Linked DNA regions of Anas platyrhynchos: region 2 is linked to region 1. Evidence: chromatin contacts called from public Hi-C data. All regions are on one chromosome and are shown on one strand. Each heading gives the region's core, a stretch centred on a gene start, on an enhancer-like site or on the middle of the called end of the contact. The rest is flanking DNA. Distances are from core to core; before and after follow the strand shown.

Region 1 (7,349 bases), core at 1,852-4,351:
CCCTGCTAGAGCTGACTTTAACTGTGAGGATCTGGCTGTCTTGGAGGCTAAGATTTAAGCATTGCAGAAAACTAAAGGATCGAACTTGCTGTTTTCAGGTCTTGCCCCTGTTTCATTTCTCCATCTTAAGCATATGGTAGCTTTTGCTGTCCTGCTCATGCTGCCACACCAGTGGCTGCTGTTATGTGCCATGGTTAAGGACGCACAGAGAAAGCAGCTTTGGGAGTTGCTTCTGCTGGTTTAAAAACAACCGAGGTGCTGCAGCAAGTGCCAAGCAGGCTGCAGGCACCAGGTGAGCACACCTAGCTCATGGCCTAGGTAATGTGCCCCAGCTCTGAAGATTTTTCTTCCCAGACCACCCTTCCAAACCTTGCTATTGCTTTCTTTTCCTAAAAGGGTTTGGAAAGAAGAAGTAATTTCTGTCACTTTGTTATTATGAAAGACTAGCTAATGTGAATCTAGGGGTTCAGCCTTGAATTAATATAAGGTTAACGCTCACAGCAGCTGAGTGATGGGGAAGCAGAAGTGGCTCTGGCTTACGCTGGCGTGCAGAAGATCTCTGGAGGCCATCGCACTGGCAAGAATTATTGCCTGAAGGGCAATTACATTGGCAAGCCTCAGCTGGAGCACTGTGCACCCTACTTTCTCACCTCATCATGCCAATTCATGCCGCCAGCTTTGTTCTGACACCCATCCTCTTATCAGAGGAGCAGGTGGCGAGGAGCCAGCCACGCTCAGCGTGGGGCTGCTCTATGGAGAGCCAGCAGCCGAGGACCAGCTCAGAAATCCAGCACAATGCACAGGGCAGAAACAAAGCCTGACTGCAAAACAAGAAACCAAAAGCTTGGACTGGCCTGCAGGACATGTCTGGTAAGCAAGAGGAGCAAGGCAGTAGGAGAGGAGAAAACAAAGCCATTGTTCTGGAGGTAGGCCTGACTGGTGGCAAATGAGCAGATGGACAGCACTCTTCAGCCTCCTCCCAGGGAGACCGATGGCAATTTGATTGCTGGACAAAAGACATGGACAGGAAGGTGCTGATCTCCCTGCCCCAGCTGCCTTCTGAGGCGCCCTTCATCACTCTTACCACGTTGGGTCAGGGCTGGGCAGGGAGAGGGACAAAGCCTAGCACTGAAAACAGAAATACCACAGCCCTGCCTGTTGCTGGCAAATTTTGCCTCTGCAGAACTACTCTGTCACAGGGCCTTAAATAAACTTCTGTTCAGCATCCATACTGGATCGCCAGAAACCAAGACATATTCGGAAAAAGAAAATCAAAAAAAAAAAAAAAAAGAACTACATGAAAATGAAGAAGCCTGTTCACAGTACCCTAGCAGTACATTCAAAGGAATAAAATCATTGTAAGCAGACTGGAAAGTATTTAAAGAAGCCCATTTCTGCAGAGAAGGCATATTGGGTCTCAGAGCAAAGCTCTTATCAGGAAATATTTTTTAAAATATGAAGAAAGAAGCCAGCTACAGGATAAGGGAAGCTAATAAAAGCAAACAAGAAATAATGGGCTGAACGCTAAGGGGACAAAGTTTGCTGCGGATTTGTAGTTATTCAAAGCACGTAGGAGAAACGCTGACCATGAAGAACTATCAAAATAATTTAAAGTGACCAGATTTTAAAACAGTCAATAAATTCAATATAATTAAACGTAAAGTGATAAGCAGGAGGAAAAGAGTCTCGCATTATGTACACAGTGGGATCTGAGCTCATTCTTTAGCACTCTGAATTCCTCAAATGACACAGCAGAGAGAGAAGGTCTTTTAATACTTCCAATGTTTTCCTATCTGTTGAAGGTAAAGGCAGGTCTGTACATTAGCATCAACACAAAAGCCTTTGAAATCGAGTCACATGCTGATAACAGGTTAACATCATAAACTTTTGGAATACAAATTTGGACATTTTGGTTTAAATATTCTCCTGCAGATTCTCCTGGGATTCCTGTAGGTGGGTCAGTATTGCTATGTTATGCTAACTTCAACATGTATGTTAATCAGTCCCATATTTCCATCTTTTACAAAGTCATAATTGTATTAAACCTACCCAGGGCCTGGGATACCTCAGGCTCTACTGAGAGCAGTGCTCCAAGCTACTGAGCTATTTATCTTTAGTATTGCTCAGCAGTTTCAGGAAAAAGACACAGCGAAGGACAAGAAATAGATTTAATGCTGGGCTGATATAAGCAGTGGTGCAGGTGTTTTAGGATAGGAGCACTGCTGTTGCAGAGGTGGGAACGATGCTGGCAGAGGAAAGAAATTGATACATAGTTCTCAGTACCAGAGATACTCACCATCCATGCAGAGAGCGCTTGGGGCTCTCCACAACATGGAAACACAACGTGGCTCTCTACACTGCTGTCTCTCGTGACAGCAGTGGGTTACTTCTCCTCTGCCTTACAGGGAAACCCAGCTCCTGCATTTTTGCCTGAAATCAGTTACTCCTTCTGCTCCTTCTCTCCATCATGGAGAGCATCCCTCACTGTGACTGAAGTTACCCCATGAAATGTGTCAAAACCACATAAAACTGAACCACCCCATCCTGCACAAGTTGCCAGTTAGGTCTTCATGCTAATGTGAGCTGCTGGTTCTTCCAGGAACAACTTATGTCAAATCAGCTGACAGTGGCTGGCACAAAAAGCAGGAAAAAGACAAAAGTCTCTCAAAACCTGAGGATTTTCAGAACACGCCTCAAGACTCCTGCTATTAGCTTGAACCATGGCGTTGCACGAGCAATTAAAAATGAGCAAACAACAAGACAGCCAAATCTGCAGAGTCTTAGTCAGGCAAAGAAAAACTCCATTTCAGGAACACACAATGCAGTTTAATAGTGAATCTAAAAATTGTCCACTGACAGCTGATGAGTATGGCCACATCACTAGACATGGGACAGCCTTGTGTTTCTGAAGCCACGCGTGCAAGGGTGTAAAGCAGAAACATCTGCCCTAAGGCATGGAGAGTAAAGACAACAGCCTTGCAAAAAGCATCTTCCCACCCTCCCAGTCAGCATTGCAGGCACGGAGCCCTGATCCCTGACACCCCTCACCAGGCAGGCCTGCTCTGCCCTGCCCCTGAAAGGGGAAATGGGAAACAAAGAGCTTTGGGTGGGGGAAGCTGCCAGCAGCTTCAGGCTGATCAGAGGGTGACTCAGAGGCAGCGGTGGCCACAGGCAGGCTGGGTTCCCAAAGACGCAAAACCCTGAGAGACTGTTTGCTGCTTGACAGAAAAGTGAATGCCACGATTTTAACCAAATTTGAAATCGTGTATGTGGGCAAAGCTCCTGTCAACAGCAGGAGTTCTGCTCAAGTAATGTTCCCCAAATAAGGCACTTCTTTACTGTGAGTTATCAGTGCTATGGTTTAGGCTGCATCCCTACATGTAGACACACCAATTGCTGGCAATTTGCTTGCTCTCCACATCCTTCCTAAATGCCTCCAGCATTAAGAAATGAATGTATTTTTTTTGGAGGAACTCCATCTTTGCTGAAATTATAGAAAAAAAATAAAGTGACAAGAAAAGAAAAAGAGAGTTTTTTTGATTCTTCATGTATGGAAAGTGAATAGTCCAGCTGTCTCACACAAAAGACTTTGAAAGGTTCAGACATCACCAGTCTCATTTTTTGTTGGCCCTGTACTAGCTGCACTAAAACCAGCAGGTGTTGCACTGGTGCAGATGTGGGGAATCACCCTACCTGAAAGAAAAAAAAAAAAAAAAAAGAAAAAAAAAAGGAAATATGCAAGAAATCACCTGAAGATGAGGTATTAATAGCATATATGAGTGAATTTGGTGCTGCTGGCATTTGCCTGATGTAGCATCTGACACCCCTCATGCTAAGTTTGGCTGAACCCAAGTGCTGCAACCAGGGCTAGGAAGTTTCCCCCAGCCCCTGTCTCTGGGCGGCTACAACACATGCTGGGCACCCAGAACTGGACTTACTGGGAGCTGTAATTGAGCTACCAGCCAACCCGGCTCATTAAACCTGCAGTCAGGGGACAGAGGAGAAAAAAGACCTAGCTTTGGGCAGCTGTATTCAGGCACCTCTGCTCAGTTCAGGGTCAAGGAGGTGTGGATGAGGCTTCAGAGCCTGGAGCTGGAGCAGAGGCAGGGAGGCGAGGAGAAGCCTGCTCCGCTCAGCGGTCACAGCGAGCTGCCCTCTCTCCCTGCAACACACTTGGCAGCTCGCTGAGAGCTAAACCCATCCTAACCTGGGGGCTGCAAGCTCTGCGGGATGGAGAGGTTATCTCCTGACTTGGAGCTGCTCTGTGCTTAACAGGAGATTACGGGAGACTTCTTTCCATTTGTGTTGCTTTCTGGTGCTATTCAATGCAGGCACTAACAAGTAACCTTGGGAATCTGGCACAGGTGGATCCTCATGACTAGTTACCAGGAACATCTATGAAATACTACACGGATATTATCTCCCCTCCCTTAATAGATAAGTCTCCTTCTTCTGTCAGTGGCTGGCCAATTTTCCTCTCTATTGAATGCTTCCATTTCATGATGGACGTGCCAGACTCTGCACTTCTAAAGGCTTTATTTATTACCTGTCTGTGGTGCTTGCACTCTCTCATCGTTTAGACTACATGACACATAAATGCACTCAAGTTATGTATTTATATAAGCAAAATCCCTCTCCTAATATAAATCCTGTTGTATTTCATTATTTCTATATTCATAATGTTTTGTTTACCCTTATTCAGACACAGAATGACTCCAGCAGAGCTTACTCCTGACTGCACAAATCGTGCCCATTTTTCTTTTAGGTCTTTAGTGGGCTTAGATGAAAACACAGCTACACTTTTTTTCTTTAGGCTGTGAATTGCATATTCTTTGACAGCAACAAATGTTTGCCCATGTTATACCTATAGCCTAGAGAAAGACTAGCGGCATTATCTCTCATCTACTTTAACTTCAGTCATGTCTCTATTATTTAAAAGTGCATGCAGTGTATGTACAGGCATGAGCTCTCACCCTTGTTGACTCTCAGGTGAAAGCATTTCCAGTGCCAGTTCCCCTCATCACTTCCAGCTATTGGGTGGCACGTTGCAGTGGGCACAGGTCAGTACAACACGCTACAGCTACCTGTACTTCACATATTCACCTATTCTTTTCTGCTAGGCTGAGGATAGCGTCAGGCAGCCAGCCCCCAGCTGCACTGCCAAGCATGGAGGTGACACACACAGAGGTGCTCAGCACTGGGGTACAAGGGGATGGTTTCATTATTTCGTTTAGGCGTTTCATGAAAAATTCGTGCTAAGGTCCTGTGTGCTCAGCCTGCAAAGAGCACGAGCTGGCAGTGGGAGTGGGCTCAGTGTGGTTTCAGGGTCAGTGAGCACTTGGGGACCACATCACGTGGGTGGGTAACGTCAAACCACAAACCTCCAGGCCTATGCCCCAGGTGTGGAGTGCAGGCTTCCCCAAAGCTCACATTCACATTTTTTTTTTTTCTCAAGTTCCTCATAATCTAGCTCTAAACATCGATCTTGGGTGAGGTCCTATTCCAACCTATTTTTTCAAGCCTGGTTACACCACCTCATTTGGGGAATGCTCTAACAGGTTTTGGTTTTTGAGGTCAAACTGCTGAAAATCCTGCCCCAGAGGCAGCTCGCAGCAGGCTTGCCTGGAGCACAGGGAGAGAACCTTTGGGGAGGTGCAGCTGGTGCAGGGAGCATTTCCCAACTGTACTTAGCATTGCTATGCGATTTGTGGGGAACATTGTTATAAATATTCTTTTCAAAAGAGAAACATGGCTAAGGAGAAAACCTTATCTAATCCTGCTTTATGCCACTTGCCATATTAAATGTATTGACTGCTATCATACAGGATCCAGATGTAAGCATGCTGTCAGCTTTAACTGTATACTAATTTTATATATAAATATAAACCCTATGGCTGAAACATCCTTTCAGTTTTCTCTTCCCCCTGCTGGATTAACACATCAACAGCTGCAAATAACCAATGGCTTCAACCGTGCCACAGAATTTTTCATGTTAAAAGTTTGTCCAGACATCATTTCAAGCAGAACAGAATTTTAAACCTCACTTGTTGTCTGCTTCTGCTGCACGCTTGTGAATAAGCGATGATCCTAACATTTCAGATTTTTTTTTTTCATCCCATGACAGAATAAAGTGCTGAAATTTTGAAAGCTGTGAAATGGAAAAAAAAAATGCATTTGGGGAATATCAAAGGGAATTTATTCAGGCATTTTGCTAGGGTAAGATCAGAGCGCTCCATTTGAATGTTACCACTTGCACAGGTGTATTCCCAAACACAGCTAGCACCCCCAGAAAGGGCAGCCAGAATGCAGTGGCTTCAGCTGACTAAAAATGCAGAGGAAATTTCTCAATAAATTCCATGAAAAATAACTTTGAAACCATGTGTTCTTGTAGAACTTTTGATTACATGAAGCCTGTGTTCCTCAATGAGGAAACAATAACTGATTTTTGTTTATTTTTTTTTTCAGAAAGATAAGACAGAAATAAGCTCATTGTGTGGGGATGGTTAGAGGCAAAAGGTTTTGCAGATCTTGCAAGAAAAAAAAAAAAAAAAGCAGAGTTAGACTGATGATAACCCTTCTAATTTTTTCAGTAAATGTGTATATCACTTTGTGGGGCGTTTCCCCCCACCGCTGTTTTGTTCTCATCCACACCTATGTGAAACTAGAATCACTTCCCCCAAGCTGTTCTGCTTTAGGTATTTTCACACTTCTGTGCTTGAATTTCTGTTTTCCTTTCTTTACGTTTTGCGTTTATCTACTTCTTTAATTGCACTTACGGAGTCTTCCTTTCTATGCTTTTTCAATGAGGCTGGAGATTTTCACATCCTGCTATTGCAGTCAAAAATAATGCCCTTCTTTTATTCTATTGCACTGTATTGTTGAACTTGGAGCTACGCCTTGGGGTAAGACGTGTTTCACAGTTCTTTTTAGCTTAAAGAAAGGTCATGATCCTTTCAAACAGAAAGCAGTGGCCAGCCCTGGTCTGCTGCTCATTTGAGGGAGCGTTAAGCTATGCTGAGGGAAAAAAGACCCTCTCAATTTCTACCAAATCAAACAAACAGAACTTTACTTCTTTTTATGGGCTTTTCATGTCCAGCCAATCCAATGTCTTCAGGTTTGAGCTGCAGTGACCTGTGGGGCACAGTCTCTGCTATGCGGCTCTGGCTGGGGCTGGAGCATTGCTGCAGCAACAGCTCCATCACCTTGGCTACTCCCCACCATGCCCATGGAGCTCCCCGCTGAGACCACAGACACCCCTTGTCCTTCAGCCAAGCACTGCCTAACCTGCTACTGCCTGCGAGGCACCAGCTGCACACAGTTATGGGCTGTCGCTTATCTGCTTTGTGCTT
Region 2 (7,349 bases), core at 2,815-5,314, 170 kb after region 1:
AGAAAAAAGATGAAAGAAATTTAAAACAGCATCAGAAAAACAGTAAAAGTAGAATCATGGGACTTGTAGCCCAATCTGTAATTTATTATATTAATAGACATGAGGGTTCTGAGCTATGCCAGTGAAACACAAGTCTTTGTAATAGATTTTTAATAAGTTCTCTTGCAAAGACAAGCCAAAATACCACATTCATAGACTGATGGAGGAAAGAGAAGAAATACTAGTGACTAATGCTATGTTACACAATACCTTCTGGAGAGACACAAGCAGCTGAGACATGTTGGTAATTAGACAGTTAACATCATGGAGACTTGTCACAAGTGCTGCCTCTAGCATATGATTTCTTATATGCTGCTATTTATGCATGTTCTTATCAAAAAGACTTTCTTTTTACAGATTTAGGCATTTATGCCTTAATGTACTTTAGTCTACTATGCCTTTAGCTGTCTGTATCACGATTTTGAGCCTGTTAATAAACTATTATAGTCACGGTATAGCCCTGATAGTCATAGCACCTTGTGAGGACGAGGCTTGCAAGACAGAGAAATTACATTTTGTAGACTTAGTACACCTGGAAAAAGCAGATAGGATTTCAGTAATCCAGGCTTTCTTCAGGACTGGAATGGAATTTCAAAAGTAAATTCAAGATGAGGAAAACTGCAGTTTAATGAGCAGGAAATCATCAGGGAGAAAGATAGCTGGTACCTGTGGATTAGAAGAGCTCTTACTGTAGAGGAGAGAGAAAATGCATTATATGTTGAAAGTCAGGCTAATTATTTACAGCCTGTGGAACCTGGGGGGCTGGGGAATTAAGAGGTTCTAAGATTACATAATACACATATTTTCCATTAAAAGTTGTATTTTTTATTGTCCAGTTGGATTATGAACATAATTCCCAAATTTGTTTTCCAAAGGTACACCAGAGGTCTCCTTGGCATTAGGGGTTAAAAGCCTAGAAGCAGAGTGCCAGAAGTTGTTGCCAAGGTTATATGGCTTCTTCTGGTTATGCCTGCATTCTTCTCACTCTGCCTCGACAAACTTCTCCAGAAATATCCAGTGTTCATAATTGCATTAGGAATATTAAATCTTGAAGAACCATATATAATCTTATTTAGAAACTGATGGTTACCGTGATCGCATGATGTTGTATGTTGACATTTACGGCATCAGTAAATCAGGTTTATTCTAATATAACTTCTTTTAAGCCGGATGCCTCAGGGCATAGGCAGAAGAGTGTTTGGGCGAAGATACCTGAGCTCCAGCAGGAGGTCAATGCTGGGGAAGTGGACTTCTATTTCCATTTTAAAGTACATATGTAGGCTTTAACCTTTCAGATTCTTGCCACTTCCTTCTTAAGGCTGTAGTCTTAAAAAGCCCTTACAGCTGCAGCACTGGCTGAAACTACCCTACTAACACAACTCACCCAACTGGGCAGCCACATAATACATGCACTGATCTAGATCTGTGGGGGTGGCTGGGTTATTTTTAACCCAGATCACTTCTCTCATCAGGTTCACTGCTCAGTCACATAGCAGTACCAGTGTAAGAGACAGCAGTATGATTCAAGCATGAGCAGTGAGAGATGAGGACAATCAGATGAAGTGCATGCATCTGCCATAAAACATGCTTGCCAAGCTCTGGCCTAATATACTTTCTCACGTAACAAACCATCCCAACAGCTTCTTTGAAATTGCCTTAGATGGTGAACCAACATCAAGCAGAAAAGCAAGTCACCGTGATATTTTGCTTTAGTGTTATTAACTCACAGAGAACTATGGGAGATAGCTTGTCCAGATAGCATAGTGGCAAGATTATTTTGGGAAGGATTTATTTTCATTATTTCAGGATAGTTTCAGTATCCATATTTGTGAAGTAAATATAAATGTGTATTTTCTTTGTAAATACCAATACTTGGCTTCCAGTGTTAGTTGCACCTTTTCTGCAAGTTTTCTGAATCCTTGAAACTCAAATTCTCTCTTACACCATTTTGTTAGTTTTGCATTGAGGTTTTATTGCTTCTGCCTGGCCCTGCACCTGACTGATACTGAAAACCTCAAGTATTTCTCAAAATAGTTTTCTCACAGTCCAGGAGATTTACCTTCCACAGACTTCCTTGATATTTGGTGAATCCTGACTGCATCTACTCTAACACAGAATCACAGAATCACAGAATTTCTAGGTTGGAAGAGACCTCAAGATCATAGAGTCCAACCTCTGACCTAACACAAGGAGTCCCCACTAAACCATATCCCTAAGCACTACATCTAAATGTCTTTTAAAGACTTCCAGGGATGGTAACTCCACCACTTCCCTGGGCAGCCTGTTCCAATGTCTAACACAGTCTAGGAAAAAATAGATATCTCTTTCTGACAAGCAAGGTACAGTAAGTTTCTCATCTGCACCAAGTACACAGCTGTTTATGTACTAACAACTGAATCCCATGGCTTTAGGATCCACCTCTTCTTGTCATGTAGCAACTGTGCTGCCCTCTTTCTCTTTAGCAGCCACTAGACTGGAGGTTCTACAAAGTCACTGTAACTTTCAGCTGCACATCTCTCCCTAAACTCTCAGCCACACCAGTCTCAAGAGACTGACTTGTCTCTGGGTACCACAAACAGCTTGTGTACATTTATCCCTTTTCTATGACACCGGTTGATAAGCCGCAATACCTAGTGTGAGGAACAAGTCACATATTCAAGGGTTAGGGTGGGGTCCCCCCAAATGTTTAGAAACACAGCTGCAAAGAGATTGCTCGGTTGCATTCATGTTTTCTGCATCAGCTATATTCAAAATGATAGACATAAAATTGGTCATGAGAGAGAGCAGAAAGGACAGAAATTCCTAGACCATAAAATTGCCAGGGTAAAGGAGGCTGAGAGATGGCTCTTCCCCTCTCTGATTTTCAAGGGATAGAGCTTTGTGTCCTTTTTTGTGAACAAGAAACAAACCCAAGAATTGTAATGATTTCTTGGAGAAATGCCTGGAAGTCCCCAAAACCAGGCTAAGTGGTCAGAATAGTGGTGAAATGGTGGTTCAATTAAACCACAATTTAGCTTTTCAGATTTGAATCATGCCTGTTCTGCTGCTTTCAGAATGACAGTGAAAACCTGCCTAGTAGAAATGCAGATTCACAGCTGCTGTTGATTGTCATAACTCCTTTGATGTCAGTAGTTGGAAGGAAGATGAAGGGCTGCTGAGGGGCTGTTTAGCTCCTTTACATGAAACAGTCACTGCTCCACACCCGTGCTATCCAGGGAAGCCCTCTGATGGTTCTAGACATGAGTACTTCAAAAAAAGACACGGTGCTAACTGACTGACCGCCTGTCAGGCCTTGCAATGCACTAATCCCATTACAGGCATTATACACCTGAATGCGCTTAGAAGGACAAGATGTATCACTCAGTGTCCCACTCTGGTAGTTGCTCTGCATTTAGCAGAAGTGTTAATTTTTCCACACTTTGATTAACTGACTGGAAATGAGAGGGTTTTTTTATTCCAAGAAGCTTAAAATGCCATGTTCTGAATTTCTATTTGGGGTTGGTACTCTACCATCTCACAGTTATTTCTAATGCGTGTAATATTCAGCAGTTGAAATGACAGTGGATGTCTCCCAGCTACAGTAAATAGTCTTTACAACTAATTTTTCCTCTTTGAAGAACCGCTTATGCTCTTGTACCTGTAACTGAAACTACCATAGTGCGTAGCTGTGCTACTGTAGTACTGCAGCAGTGGGGAAGCTCTGCTATTCAAGGAACTTCAGCGAGGCAAGGTTTGTCTGTGGAGTAACAGCCTTGATTTCAACACACACCCAACCCAATGTGAGCTAAATCGAGACTCAGTGACTGACTCTGGAAACACACAGAACCAAGCTCCTTACTAAGATCAAGGGAGCCTTTTACAGGGCCTGCTAAGCATCAGGTCTCCTGCACGATGCTCAAATTTTTCTTTACTCCTGTGCAGTCCAGCGGACCGGATGGTAACTTTACCAGCTACTCAACTGGAATGCAAAACTGAACAGGAACGTGAAATTTCATTTTCAAATGTGAACAAAGTGCCAGGGGTTGTTCTGATTCCGTCCCACAGGGAAGGAAGTCATCGGCAGGGAGTGGTCCTGTGCAACACGGGCGGGATGGGGCTCAGGACTGTCCTTGGCCGTTAGGACGCTGGTTTTGGGGCTCTGGTACCTCTGGTACCTCCCCACCGAGAGGGGGGCCCGGGAGTTCCCCCCAGTGCAACGGCCGAGGGGCAGGAAGGCTAGCAGCACAGACACGAGGACTTTTTTAACTTCCAAAAGGAAGGCACAAATCTGACCGCAGTTTCCCTCCCTGAGGACGGACCCGGGCTTGGCTGGATTTCCACGCCGGGACTCGGGGCAGACGCGCTCAGGGGAGCGGGAAATCCAACGCGCCAGGGCGAGGAAGCCGGCGAGGACATTTTGGGAACAGCCTCCCTCCATCTCCCAACCTCCCCCCAACCCGAACACCGGGCAAGGGGCTCCCGGGGGCCGCGGGGAGGCCCGAGGGGGAGGCTCGGAGGCCGTGCCCCGTCCTGCAGCACCCCCTGTGCGCGGGCGGGGCGGGGAGAAACCCGACCTCCGCCGCCTGAGGAGGGAGAGGGGCTGCCGCGGCGCGGGAGGAGGCGGCGGCACGGCCGAGCGGTCCCCCCCCGCTCCGCAGGGGACACCCCGCACGGCTGCGGGAACTGAGGGAGGGAGCCGCCCGGCCCGGCTCGGCTCGGCCCGGCTGGGAGCAGGGCGCGGGCTGCCCGGTGTCGGGGCAGGGCAGGGCAGGGCAGGGCAGGGCGGGGGCGGCGCTGCCCCTCGCCGAGCGGAGCGGGGAGGCGGGCGGCCGGGTGCTTGCAGCCGGCCGGAGCCATGCGGAGTTGCGGGAGGGCTGCGGGCTGCGCCGCCCCGCTGCTTCTGCCGCTGCTGCTGCTGCTGCTGGGGCAGCGCCTGCCGACGGCGCGGCCCTACAACCTGGACACCCGGCACCCGCTGCTGTTCCGCGGGGGCACCGGCACCTTCTTCGGGTACTCGGTGCTGCTGCACAGCCACGGCGAGGAGCGATGGTGAGTCTCGGACGGGGCTGCCGGGGGGGAGCCGGAGCCTGCAGCCCCCCCTGCGGCCCCTCACGCCGCCGTCTGTGCCCCGCAGGCTGGTGGCGGGCGCCCCGCGGGCCAGCTGGCCGGCCAACAGCTCGGTGGACAGCCCCGGGGCCATTTTCCGGTGCCGGATCGGGAGCAACCCCCGCAGGCAGTGCGAGCAGCTCCAGCTGGGTGAGTGAGGGATGGAGAGAGGGAGTGGGGGGCGGGCGGTCTGGCGGTCTGTCTGTGCCTCCGCTGCCGCTCTGAGAGCAACCGGCGACCGCCTTGGGACCAAAGGCGAGCCCGGTGCGGCTGCCCCATCGGGCCGGACCGTAGGGGGGTCCCGCACCTCCCAGAGCCTCGCTGGGGAGTCGGTGCCTCCCCTCGCGGCTCTGCGTTAAGCGGCCGCAGCTGGCAGAGGGGGCTGGGGCTGGCACCATGTGCCCGGCCATCCCTGCGCGAAGCCGCGCCGTGGGAGCCCGGGTGGGCGCAGCCCGCTGGGTAAATCCTCTTTCCGAGCACCAAAACTACTCGTGACCCAGGCAGTTTTTCCAGCTCCTGTGTTAACCCAACTCCTCTCTGCTGCTACGGTCCCAGAAGGTGTAACTGGATGCGTTTTTCAGGTACTTGCTCAAAATGAGCACGCTTTGCGGTGGGTTACTGTGAATATGCCTGAATTGCTCTGGGGTCTGTTCTCGTCCTCCTTGCATATGGTACCTCCACTCTACCTCCACGTTGCATGTTAAAAGTTTCCTGAACTTTCTCTCCTGCTGTAACCAAAACTGTCCAAGCCGTTAAAACCATGAACTTGCCGCCCAGTGAGGATAAGAAGCGCGGGAAAGAGTTTTCAAAATATTTGAAACCAGTGGAAATGATAACGCACCATGAACTGATGTGCTTTGAGGACAGAATGCAGGATTCTGTTACAAAAAAAAGTTACAACAGTAATTTCTCTAGAAAATTAGAATTGGTGGGTTCTATCAACTTTTTTCCTACAGACTGAAGTAAGAGTTATATTTTGTAACTGAACTACAGAAAACTAAGATACAAGCAGTTGCTCGTGGAAACTGAATTAAAGTTATTCCAGCCCAAGCACTTTTTTTTTTTTTTTTCTGAGTGATTTCATTCCAACATCAGATCTATTGGAAAAATGATATATAAGAAAGGGCTTTCTTCTCCAATTGCTTGTTTAAGAGGCTTGGAAAAGCCAAAGAAGTAACTAAATGGGTAAAAGAGCATATGCTAAAAAGGCACTAAGGCCCTACTGGGTTGGAGGCTAAAACAGCCCCTCACTGTGTAGATGAGGCAAAGGGTAGTAAGGTTTTAACTTCTTTGAAAGCTGCAATACCTCTGCAGTACTTGACTTATTCATTTAGCCAGTGGAGATACAAAAGCCTCTAACAAAGGAAATTGGTAGGCTTTTCTTCAGTAGCTTAGGGGTTTCTAAATGAAACGGTGCAACAGGTGAACGAAAATGTTTATGTGGTACCAAGGACTTAGTTTAACACCACTTCCGTCCCTGGATTTAGAGGTTGTAGGTTGCACAACGATGTTTACTCTCTTGTCCTGGACTTCTAAAAACAGTAATACCACAAGACGCTTTTTCAAAATGTTTGTTTTCATTAGTGATAGGTGACATCTTTATAACACTAAGGTACATCAACAGTATTTCTGAAATCACATGGGTCCTTCAAAAGTATTTCTGAAGTTGCATAGGTACTTCAAAGAAGTGTTCCACTAAAACAAGAAGTAAGGTCAGTAAAGAAGCCAAACCATGCTGTGGTGCATGGGATGTAAATTAAGTAGATTAGTATCTGAGCTTCGTTAAGTTTCTGTCATCCTGCTGAGCGGTCACAGAAATACACAAGGGAATTTGCAATTGCAAAGCTGAACTTAATTATCTCCTGTCTAACTCATTCAGGCTGTCAGCAACTTTGGGACATAATGGTTTTATCAGCACCATGTCTTTCTGTCAGTGACCTCCTTGTTCTTTTTTCTGCTTGGATTCTTGCCAAGTTTGGATTCTGAGCTCATAGAAAAGGATATTTTTCTGTGAAAAATGTGCAGGGATATATTACACTGCTGGGACAGGCAAACTGAGAAATAGCCATTTTTATCTTTCTCTTAAATACCTGGATTCACATTTCTTTCAGTAAAAGAATCTCTGAGGTAATAAGTTTCTGATCCTGTGTCATAGAAATATAGAGGTGACAACAGGCAACAGAAGTTTTGTTTTTTTTTTTTTCCTTCTTCTGAATGTCAGAACT

What was found. Hi-C and Micro-C count contacts between places; a contact is called where the count stands out from the background.
Region 2: a contact with region 1 is called in a Hi-C map of subcutaneous adipose tissue, with 2.4 times the contacts expected there. The contact joins the promoter of ITGA4 here to the enhancer-like site in region 1. A contact is called at or near these places in 5 of 8 Hi-C or Micro-C datasets (F1 follicle, F5 follicle, liver and 2 more).

What each region holds. Positions count from the first base shown.
Region 1 is chr7:25,177,935-25,185,283 of IASCAAS_PekinDuck_T2T, forward strand. No RefSeq gene overlaps it. Among named protein-coding and RNA genes, the nearest start is that of UBE2E3, 71 kb to the left of the region's middle. Within about 2 kb of position 3,102, at least 1 of the 8 cell types and tissues checked has an H3K27ac peak or open chromatin away from gene starts, as enhancers often do.
Region 2 is chr7:25,349,149-25,356,497 of IASCAAS_PekinDuck_T2T, forward strand. ITGA4 (integrin subunit alpha 4) reads left to right here and starts at 4,065. Exons shown (of 28, transcript XM_027461081.3): 1 at 4,065-5,067; 2 at 5,153-5,274. The coding sequence starts at 4,874.